Linked DNA regions of Sminthopsis crassicaudata: region 1 is linked to region 2. A link is a contact called in public Hi-C data. All regions are on one chromosome and are shown on one strand. The core of a region is the stretch at or near the end of the contact, and the rest is flanking DNA. Distances in the headings are between cores, read along the strand shown.

Region 1 (5,730 bases), core at 1,999-4,498, 210 kb after region 2:
TCCTTGTACTTCTTCAGATATTTATTTACATTCACAATTTACTTCCCAATCATCCGTTTTTCAAGATTTACACTAATGAATCCACAACATGAATGAAAAAAATATATAAACTACTTACAAATATAAGTCCAGATATTAGAGATGACGTCCCTGTTAGTGCCACATAGAATTTTGGAGTCAAAGAATTTAAAAATGTTGTCACTGCAATGAGAAAATAATGTTCAAGTGAAAAAAAAAAATCAATTTCTGAGATATTTAATTAGGATGAAAGCAAATATATATAAGAAGGAGTCAATGATGCAGATAAATCTCATTTAAAAACTGCAAATCCCAAAAAGATTACTTGAAGCCAACAACTTCCATTGTTATTACTTCTTATGCAGAATTAAAAGATAATCTTCTTAGAATTTTATGTTACTAATCTGTGAAATTCCAAGAAGCATTACAAAATCAGTAAAGCCTTGCTTTTGTGAAGGAAAGGAATAACCTCTTAGTCATATCCAATTATATTTACTTTTCTAAGTGGATGGAGAGCTAACCAAACTTCTCTCAAGGCTTTACCGAAGACACCACGTCACTTCTTACTTGTTTTGTCCAGGTAAAGATTTATTTTTTCTTTCTTTTTTTTTTTTTTTTTCCTGAGGCTGGAGTTAAGTGACTTGCCCAGGGTCACACAGCTAAGGATTTATTTTTTCAAAAGAAATTTGCTAGAAAATGGGAGGGCATGAATCAGAAACCATTCATCCTGAGCAAGTCTTTTTGGGATACTATTTAGAGAATCAAAACAACTCAATAATAGATGTAACAGAAAGAGCTCTGAGGATGATTTTGGCCATTGGTTCTGTCCTAAATAAATATTTACACCAGGAAACTGCTTTTCTTACTCTAAATTTTAAGGAAATTTTGAAAAATTAAAAATCAATTATAATACGTAAAATGGAGGATGGATAGATAAAAAGAGGGATGGAAATTTGTCCTCAGCGAATACTGCAAACACTGAGTGATGAGTGCAGCAAAAGGAACAGATAAGAGAAGTGACTTTTTTCATGTTTTGGCTGCATTTCAGAACAAGGTTTGCTAGACTCATTGTGGTTGAACTGCCCAGGATAAGTAGTAATAAAGATTGGGCAGGACCCTCAGGAAAAGGAACATTCTATTTTCCACTTCGTGCTTCACCGCGGTGAGAAGGGCCAGGCTCCTCAGGGGCAGCCTTGTTTCTAATGTTCTGTGTGCTGTCCCACCTCCTCCACCTCAACCCAGACCCAGTGCCCGCTACTTGATCTTCACCATTATCTTCTTTTCATTTTACTTTCATATTCTACTTTTATTACAATTTATGCTTTATTATAAATTATACCCTATCTATAAAGGCAAAAGGAACATCCCTCTTCTTTGTATGGCCACAGTTTCGGATTTAATGCTAGGAAGCCCTGGCGGTGAAATTCTCTCAGCAGCTTGTCAGTTTCGGAGAGCTCCTAGGAGAATGCCTTGGGCGGGGTTTCATAGGCGGCCCGCTGCCTCTCAAAACAGCTCCTTCCAAAGCGAGCATGAAGGCCCACGCTGGTGTGCATGAGAAAATGAGGCAGAGAAATGAACCAGCCTTCAAAGTCACTGAGGCGGAAGTGTCCGAACCCGCTTCTCTCTCTGCAAGCCCAGGGAAGGATGCTCATGGTCTATCTACCGAATGGACTTATGGACAATTTTTTGTGGCCGTGGAATCAAACTCAAAAAGGGGGGGAGAGGGGATCCTAATCCATGAAGATCCTAAAACGCGGCGTTATGATTCTTTATTGTGTTTTTATCGACTTGATTAAATATCCCAGTATCTTAATCTGTCCGGACGCAGGGGAGTGCGGCCAGTCTGACATTTCTGGCTTAGTAAATCTCATCGTTTCGAGCCCTATCCCAACCAGGAGAGGAAGAAAAAATGAGATTTTTGCTGATTATTAAAAAAAATAATAATAATAATGTTTAAGAGAACAGAACATCTAGCTATAGATGCAATGCAATCATTTGTACCCAAAGTTTTAAACTTAAATTTAGGCTTTAAAACGGGTAAAAGATTCTTTTGGAACAGTTCTTTATTAAGCGGACGCTACGAGCAAGGTGTTGGGGATGTAAAAGTCAAAGAATACCAATACAGTAAAGTTTCTGTCCAACCGGCATTGATGCCCGGGACTGCGAGATCTCCCAGCGTCCCACTCTGTGAAATGGGGTGGCGGGTCCTGAGGGGAGGCCAGAGCAAGCCCAGCCCTCCGCTACCGGGGTTAAAGGGCTTGGGGCGGGGGAGGGGGGGAAGGTCGGTAATTAAGGGTAAGCGCCTCTCCAGAGCTCCACTCTCAGAAGAGGAACCGGCGCGGCTGAGCTCCAGCTCACGTAGGACAAACAGCTGGAGAAAAGAAGAAAGGAAGGGAACGCTTCTCCCCCCCCCTCCCCCTCCCCTTTTCCTCCCCGCCCACGTCCCGGGACCTAGGGGCCCCGCGCCCGCCCTCCTCCCCGGGCCCCCGCCTCTGGGCCGCGGCCTCTCACCCGCCGCCAGGTTCTCACACAGCCTCAGGGGCACCCTTAAAGCGTAGAGCAGCCCCAGGCCGGCCACGACCCACAGCGAGACGCCGGCCCCTGCTAGCCCGGCCCGCAAGCGCTGGGCCCAGCCCGCGCACGAGCCCCGGCCCTCGGGAGGGGGAGGAGTGGGCGCCGTCGAGGCTGCCGCCGCACCGCCGCCGCCGTCCGCCATCTTGCAGGTCCCGCGGACGCTCTGCCGGGAGGAGGCGGAGGCGGCGGCGGGAATCCTGGGATAGCGGCGGACCTGAAGGCAGTTCGGACCATGATGAGGCACCTTAGAAAACCCGGGAAAGACGAAATATGCCCTCCCTTCCGGCCCCGGATCCTCGGGGAGGGGCTGGGGGGAAGAACTGTTCTCGGACGGGACTGGAATCATAGTCCATTCTGGAGAGTTGGTTATCATTACTCGAGGCTGTGCCGAGGCTGAATCCCCATGGTCGCTCCCCTCCCCCACTCCTCCCCTAACGGTTCCTAAGAGTCGGGGAATTAAGCCATACTCTGGGCACAGCGGGAGCAATCACTGCTACCCGGCGCTCCCAGCCTCTGCACCGTTATGAGAAGGGCCAAGGCCCATCATGGTAGTCAGTGCAAGGGCGAGAAAATGAATGGCTAGAGAACCTCCCGAAACAAGCATGGCCTTCCGAGCCTCTTCCGTTCAGTGCCCTTAGCGGACATGGCGCAGCGGCGGACTGGGTTTCCGGGAGCTTTCCCCACCCCCCGCCTCGGGTTCAGTCATCCCGCTTCCTTCCCGGCCTGCTTCGCGCGAGCCTCCGGGCTGGGCCAGAGCAGCCCAAGATGGCCGACTTCGAGGATCGGGTGTCGGATGAGGAGAAGGTAGGGACCGGACCGCCCTTCGCCTCCCCCCACTTTCCCCCGGCGACTCGCTAGGATAGGGGTTCGGCCCGGCTGGATTGGGGCCTTGAGGGGAGCCCCCAGGAAAAAAGGCCTGCGCTGGGCAGGGCCCTTGGGGCGTGCGGCACTTGGGGCGCGCACCTTGTCCGACTTCTCCCCAGAGGGTTTCCAGCCGCCTCCCAGTGGCCCCAGTTCCTCATTCCTCCCGTCGGGTCCGAACCTCTGCCCCTCCCCGGGGCCACGTATCCGCAGCCTCCAGAGAGCCGTGGGTCTCCCTGCTGAATACTATCCGTGAGCTTCTTTTTAAAATGGGGGGGAGGGAACAAGTCGCGACTTGTCGCGACATGACACTTCTCTCTTCCCCCACCCCCTTTCTCGTTTTCTCCTCTCCCCATGACCCCACTCTACTCCCCAAGTTACAGGCGTGACAGGGACTGTGGCAGGGCGAGTCACTTCCTGGTCTGGGTGGCCTCCTTTTATTTATTTATTTTTCTTTTTTTCCGCCCCTCCTTTCTCTGGAAGGACTGAGACTGTCCGGACTCCACCTCGACTGGGCGAGGCTGCGGGTGCCTGCCCTCAGGGAGCCCCGGTCGGCCTCTGCTCTCCCCCTTGCTCCCCACCGGGAGTCGGGCTCTGCCCTCTGGGAGCTGGCTCCGGACCTGGCTCCCGAGCATCTCCCGTAGGGCTCTTCGGGCTGGGTCGCAGAGCCGGCAGCAAGGGTCTGTTTGGACTGGGCCGGTGCCCTGTATCCGGAGCCCCTCCCTCTGGCTCGGCTGCTGAAATGAGCTTCGAGAACCGTTTGGGAAATCGTAGAGAAATTTACTAGACTGTGAGGCCGGCAGACTGGCGGGGTGGGGGGAGAGCTTCCAGGCTGGTCCAGTTTTCCCGATTTAGGGTCCGCAGCTTTTTTAGGTTGGGTTTCACGGACGGACTCCCACATGCTTTTCAGGAATAGAAGTTGATTTGATGCTGGAAGACCTAAATCGTTCACTTATTTTGAAGTACAAGTCATTAATTAGAATTTTTCCAGTCCCCAAACAATGGCCAACTTAACGTTTTGAAGTAAGAATTACAATAGAATTTCCGTGCATCAAAGGATTTGGACTTGCTGGATTCTGTTAAATGACTTTGGATATATTATACATATAGATTACCATCTGTTAATTATTTTTAAGAGAATGATTTATAAGAACATAAAGCAGAGAAATAGCTTGTTGTGTAGAATTATTACATAAGTGGGTTGACAAATGTTTAATGCCATTTAGTTGATAAAATATCACAATCTCATGAGTTGGAAGCCAATTAATCCAACTTATACTTGAGCAGAATCCCTTCTATAGTGTACCAATAAATGTTTATCGTGCCAGTTCTGGAATGTCTATGGTGATAGTGAATCCACAATCCCATTTACTTTAGGATAGTTTTAATTATTAGGAAATTTTTCCTTACATGGAGAGTAAATTTACTTCTTTGTAATTTCCCCAAATTGCACCTCTGCTTATTGGGGTCAAGCAAAACTATTGCCATTTCTCATCTAAGAGTTATCTTTCAAATACTTGAAGACAGCCAGGTCCCCTCTTCTTCTCCCTGTAGTTTTCTCTAAGCTAAAGAAATAGTCACAGAGTCACAGCTCTTATTGAGTTTGAAGTCTGTTTTTTTTTTTTGTTTGTTTGTTTTTTTTCCTGAGGTAATTGGGGTTAAGTGACTTGCCCAGAGTCACACAGCTAGGAAGTGCTCAGTGTCTGAGGTCAGATTTGAACTCAGGTCCTCCTGACTTCAGGGCTGGTGCTCCGAGCCACCTAGCTGCCCCCAGTTTGAAGTCTTATAAAACTTCAGGTCTTTTTTCCTAAGAATTGGCATCTATCAATGCCTCCTTTGTCTTGTATTTGTAAAGTTGATTTATTGAATTCAAGTGCAAAATTTTGCATTTATCCCTAATGTTAGGTTCAATCCTGGTCAGTCCTGTAACTCTAAAATAAGTAGAAATGACTTTCAGATTAATTATGATATATACCCTTCCATTGGTGTAGGTAATTGAGAAGTTAATACTAAGGTTCCTTTCTAACAAATCAGTATTGTAATATCCGGGCTAGCTTTCTGGAGGTCCTCATGACAGGCCTTGGTCTCAAGCAGGATAGTCAGAATAGAGTCTAAAATCTTTATTGTCTCCTTCACAGTCTGTTCATTCTGACTCAGCCCCCAGTTCTTTTAAATACCCTATTACAATTACATCATTACAGTATACTGAGTATATGCCGACTAGAGTGGTTATATCATTATATCATACTAGATACATGTGAACTAGAGAACAATTAA
Region 2 (5,809 bases), core at 2,404-4,903:
AGGAAATGGAACTATTTGTATGTAGCCTTACATCTATACTAACATCTAACCTTGCTTATACAAGAAGTCCCCAAAGCCCTTTCAATTTTAAAAACTTAAAACTAAACTAAAACTTTTGGAACATCCTATATTTGGACATTTCAGTCATTTACCTTCCCCCTTCTTTCCTACTAAAGTCTAAGTTTCCTAAAGGCAATGCCATAATATTCATTTTTATATTCCTAGTAGCCCCTAGCACAGTATACCTGAGGCTCCAGTCCCTTCTCTGGAACCTCAAACCAGCATGCAAATAGTAAACTAAAGGGTAGAGAAAGGTGGCTTCTAATTCTTTCATTCTTCCCTTACCATCCAGAATGCATCCAGAAGCATCGAAAAATTAGACAATGGGCAAATGAATTTGCTGTCACCATTAGTCCACCACAAACAAGCTGGCTGTCATGATGCTGAGTAGTTGTTTTGTTTAGTCCTATTAGATTTGCACTAATACTTTCTTTGATGGTCAATAGCATAGACAGGTAAAATACATTTGGTGATATAATTTTCCACCATGGAATCCTGAGACTCAGACTTCCATTGTATCACACTCATAAAAACAATCTCACTCAAAAAATCTTTTCTCCATTACGCAATGTTAGTCTTCCAAGCACCAGCAAGGATTGTGCTGCAGCAGTCCATAAAAAGGAAGATGTATTGAAGCCTTTGAAGGGTTGATACTATGGAAAAGTGATATGATTTTAAAGGTTATCTAAGGTCTTTTTGATCTACAGACTCCTTAGCATAGCTTCAAGGGGGAGGAGTTAGAATGGTAAAAGTCTGGGAGAGGTAAATTTCAAGATATGGAAATTTATCATAAGGATAGATGAGAGCTAGAAGGGACCATACAGATCATCCAATACATTTCTCCCACTTTAAAAGTGAAGAAACCAGGATTCATCCTCTTCCATGTCCAAACTGTTGACAAGGCTTGTCAATTTTACTTTTGCCACGTCTTTCAGATTCACCTCCTTCTCTCACTCATGTTGTTGTTTGGTCATTATTTTCCAGTCATTTCCTACTTTTCATGACCCTGTTTGGGATTTTCTTGGCAAAGATACTGGGAGTGATTTGCCATTTTCTTCTACAACTCATTTTACAATAAAGAAACTGAGGCAAATTGGGTTAAGTGACTTGTCCTGAGTGATGGAGCTACTAAGTGTCAAAAGTCAAATTTGAACTTCTTAAAAGTTTTCCAGAGTCTAGGTACTCTATCCACTTTGTCACCTAGCCATTGTTGTAACTCATGCCTGGACTATTGAAATACCCTGATGTCGAGTCAGCCTGCCTCTTCTCTCCCTCTCCCATCTGTCTTCAATTCATCTACTCAAGTGAATTTCTTTAAGAAAATTGTATTTTAACCGTTCCAACTGATCAGTAATGAACAGAACCAGCTACACCCAGCGAAAGAACACGAGGAAAAGAGTGTGGACCACAGCATAGCATTTGCATTCTTTCTGTTATTGTTTGCTTGCATTTTTGTTTTTCTTCCCAGGTTATTTTTACCATCTTTCTAAATCTGGTTTTTCTTGTGTAACAAGATAACTGTATAACTATGTATACATATATTGCATTTCACATATTTAACATGTATGGGACTACCTGCCATCTAGGGGGGGGAGGTAGGGGGAAGGAGGGGAAAAGTCGGAACAGAAGTTTTTGCAAGGGTCAATGCTGAAAAATTACCCATGCATATGTTTTATCTATAAAAAGCTATAATTAAAAAAAAATTTATTTTAAATACAACTCTAATCATGTCATTCACCTACTCAGTTAACTACAGTGGTTTTCTATCACCCGTAGGATCAAATTCAAAATCTTCTGTCTGGCATTCAAAACCCTTTTAACCTACATCCCCCTCCCCCCCACATATATACAAACACACCCTTCCAATCTTACAACTTGTAACTCCTCTTTGTACTTTCCTTTCCAGTGACTGTTCTCTTATTCTTCCAAAAGACACTCAGTCTCTTAACTCAGTATTTTCACTAGCTGCCCCCATGCCCAAAAGTTCTCCCTCTTCATTTCTGCCTCCTGGCTTCCCTGGCATCTTTCAAACTCTGGCTGAAATGCCACCTTCTGCAGGAAACCTTTCCCAATCCCTCTTCATTCTAACATCTTCCCTCTATTGGTTAATTCCTATTCATCATATCATATGTACATACACACATGCGTATTCATACATGTGACCTGTACATATATCTTGTTAGCATTTTGCACCCACGTGATGGAGTTCCATATTGGGATGACTAGAAAGGTTCTAGCGACATAGTTTCTGGGAGATTTGATCATTTTACTAATAAGGCCTCTGGGGTTACTAATTGAGAAAAAGATCATTTGACTGTCTCTCAGGCAATGATGGAGGGCTCAAGATGAAGATTCCTCCTCAGAGAGTAGTGTTCCGGGAGCGGCTGCACAGGGAAGCTGTCTCCAGGCTCAGGCCGCCCCCAGCCTCGGCTATCTGGACAAAAGGACTGTCTGCACTCAGCTAAAATTCCTTTTAATTTTGGGTCTGGTCACGACCCAGGAGAGATCATCCAGTCTTGTCATTAGTCGTGTCACTCACGGGGATGTCTTTAAAGTCAGGACTGTGGAAGCCGAGCAGTTTCCCCAGGATATTGTTCATTTATTTCCCCAACATATAACGGATGAAACGTGATCACACGTGTTCTGTATACGTGTGTGTGGACATACAAGTGTGCATGTTCGAGTGGTCTGCGCCTCGCCCTCGCGTTAGATCTTGGGCCCAAGAGCAGGATTGTCTTTCAATGTCTGACGCGGTGCCCGGCCCAAGGCTGGCATCTGACCGGTGCCTCCTATTGACTGTATGTGAGCCCTGAGCGGTACCTCCCCCCAAAAACCAAAAACCATCTGTTTGCTTTCCAGGGAGGTGCGTTTTACTGGCGGCGGAAGGCGGCTGGAAGAGCATCCGCAGCGCCCTGGGTTCCCTCTCCCCTCCGCTCGGGCGGAGACGGGTTATAGCAGGCGGTCCGGGTCGGGAGCACCGGGGCTCCGCAGGTCCGCGCCCCGCCGTTTAGGGGACGCCCAGGACAAGGAGGGGGAGCGCTCGGGTGAGGTTACACCGAATATCGGTGACCGAGGCGATGGAATACATAGACCAGACAATGCGGGCAAAACGACGAGCCCGGTGCCCGGTCCCAGGACCGAGCGCAGAGAGGTGCCCAGCGCCGAGGACCGGACCGAGGCGCACACGCCGAGCCGGCCAGCGGGCCAGCAACAGAAGAGCCGGGAAGATCCGGGCGCGAGAGCGAACCCGCGCGCCAGACTGGGAGGAGGGCTCTTCCCGCCGGAAGTGACGCGAGCTCAATCCCAGCCCGGCTCTCCCCAAACAAAAGGGATCTTGGGGCCCCGGGAGGAGCCTGAATGACATTGGAGAAGCCCCGCCTTCCTGCGGCGCTGATTGGCCAGGGAGCCGCGGGGCTGAAGTGACAATTGGCTCGGAAAGCTGTCAGGGCACGGACCCGGCGGGGGAGGAGGAGAAGAGGCTCGAGACTGTGGATGGGGAGCGGGAGGCGGAGGCGGCGGCGGGGAGCGGAGCCCGGAGCGCCGGGAAAAGGTAGGAGCGGCCGGGCCGGGCACTCTGGGGCCGTTTACGGGGAGACCGGGGTCTCGAGAGAAAGGTGAGGGCGGGACTGCCGACCTCCCCCGAGGTCCCCAGCACCCTATTCCCCGAGGGGGCGGGGCCCCCTCTTCCTCCTCCGCTGCCCGCGCCCCCTATTCCCGGAGGAGGCGGCGCCCCAACCTTTGAGGGGATCCCGGGTCCCGCCCCAACTCGGGCTGGGCCGCAGACCCCTTCCCCGCGCCCCACCCACCCCTCGGGGACCCCTCCCCTCCGTGCCTCCCGGGTGGAGAGGGGCTCCCCGCGTCCCCGCCCCTCGCCCCCTCCGGCCTCGACAGCTCCCCCTCCCTCCCCGCCACCTGCCCCATCTCGCTGGGACTGCGCCGGGGGGCTCGGGTTTTATTGCCAGCGCTTCTCTCGGCGCCCCCTCCCCATTCCGGCTGGTACGCGCACCCCCCCAGCATCCCTAACTGAAAAGGGCCTCGGGGCCGGTCCCAGCCCGTTCCCAGCGCCTCCCCCGGTCAGCCCCGGACGTCTTCTGGTCTCCCCCCTTCTCTGAGCTGCGAGGCTGGACGTGGAGGAGCCCATCCGGCTGCTGGCAGCCGCAGTCCCCCAGCTTCCGCGCCATTCTCCCGTTTGGGGAGCCCGGGAGCCCTGCTCTCCGCTCGCATTCCCCGGGGAGCTCGAGGTTCTGCCCCCCGTTACTGGGAGCCGGACGGCTGCCGAAGTTGGCTAATGGGAGAACTTGACGAGTGTGTAGCTTATAAACAGGCGATGAATAAGTTAGGATCCTTCGGGTGGGCGCGCCATAGAAATGTAAATAAGGACATTAGTCTAGTGGCCGCTGCTTGGCTGGTTGCTGTGGGAGACTTGAATAACCTTGAAAGGTGTAAATCTTGAAACAAAAGGCAGGAAGTGTTTGAAGGAAAGCCCGGGTCCCCTGGGCGGTGGGTTTATGATTAATCTGGTTTAATGGCCTTTCGTTCCTTTCTTCTCGATCCACACCCACCTTAAGGTGCTGGAGGTCTTTGCTATAGTTTAAAATATCCGTAGGTAAAACTACTTGCAGTTTTGGCTTTGCAGGAATAGTATTTTCTGCAGAATGGAGAAGGCAAAGTAGTTGACTAAGGTAAAACTGCGTGGGCCCCAGCTGTAACTAAGCTGGAGGATATTCCTCGTGTAAGGAAGCAAGCGCGTATTTATTAAGCGGGTACTCTATGCCAGCAAGCCCCGTGCTAAACAATTTACAGATATCTTTTATTCCTCACGAAGATCTGGAAGGGAAGTGCTATGATTATTCCCTTCTTACATTTGAGGAAACTGAGGGGTAGACAGTGATGAAGTGATTTACTTAAAATCACTGAGCTAGTATTTATTTGCCAAAGGATTTTCCGAATTAAGGTCTTTTAGACTTTAAATTCAAATTCACTTGCTAGCCCTTATTTCCTTGCATATGAGCTATGGGAGGATCCTTAGAGATTTCCTCGTTTGATCCCCTCGTTTTCCTGTGTGCTTCAGTGACCTCTCTATAATAGAATATAGCTTACATGACTCAATTTCAGGCCTTTTCACTACTAGTCCAATGTTCTCCATTCACTGTATTCGAATTAGCATGAGTGCCATTGAATTGACAATAGATGTCCAGTGGTGTAATACTTTGCATGTATAAAAATTCTTCATATGTTTTAATATTACTTCCTTTATTCTCATTAAATCATCCTTCATGTTGATGTAGTATTGGAGTGGTGTTCATTGTGACAAAATGCTTAGAATTAGAGTCATCAAGAGTGTACGTTCTAAGGAGATACTAACTATTGCTTTTACTTCCAAGTTGATAAGCACTGTTAAGTGCCTACTAGATGTTAATAATGCAGCTATGTGTGGAAATGGATTGAGTGCCAAGTTTAAAATCATGAAGATCTGAATTCAAATGTGGCCTCACATACTAGCCCCATTTGCCTCAGTTTCTTCATCTGTAAAATGAGCTAGAAAAGAAAATGTCAAACTACTCCAGTATCTTTGCCAAGAAAACCCTGAATGGGGTCACAAAGAGGAGGGCACAACTGAACAATAATTAACAATAGCAAGCAATTCTATGGCACCTAAAGCTTGGCAAAACACTTTACAGGTGTTACCTTTTGACCCTCACTGCAAATTGGTCCTGTAGGTGCTATATTATGCCCATTTTCAGATGAA

The links. Hi-C and Micro-C count contacts between places; a contact is called where the count stands out from the background.
Region 1: a Hi-C map of fibroblasts shows a contact between it and region 2, with 6 times the contacts expected there. The contact joins the promoter of CAPZA1 here to the promoter of CTTNBP2NL in region 2. A contact is called at or near these places in 2 of 2 Hi-C or Micro-C datasets (fibroblasts and hippocampus).

The regions. Positions count from the first base shown.
Region 1 is chr4:431,264,284-431,270,013 of ASM4859323v1, forward strand. It overlaps CAPZA1 (capping actin protein of muscle Z-line subunit alpha 1), which reads left to right and starts at 3,249. Exons shown (of 10, transcript XM_074263073.1): 1 at 3,249-3,396. The coding sequence starts at 3,358. ST7L (suppression of tumorigenicity 7 like) reads right to left here and starts at 2,808. Exons shown (of 16, transcript XM_074263069.1): 1 at 2,530-2,808; 2 at 119-201. The coding sequence starts at 2,734.
Region 2 is chr4:431,053,337-431,059,145 of ASM4859323v1, forward strand. CTTNBP2NL (CTTNBP2 N-terminal like) reads left to right here and starts at 3,654. Exons shown (of 6, transcript XM_074263068.1): 1 at 3,654-3,674.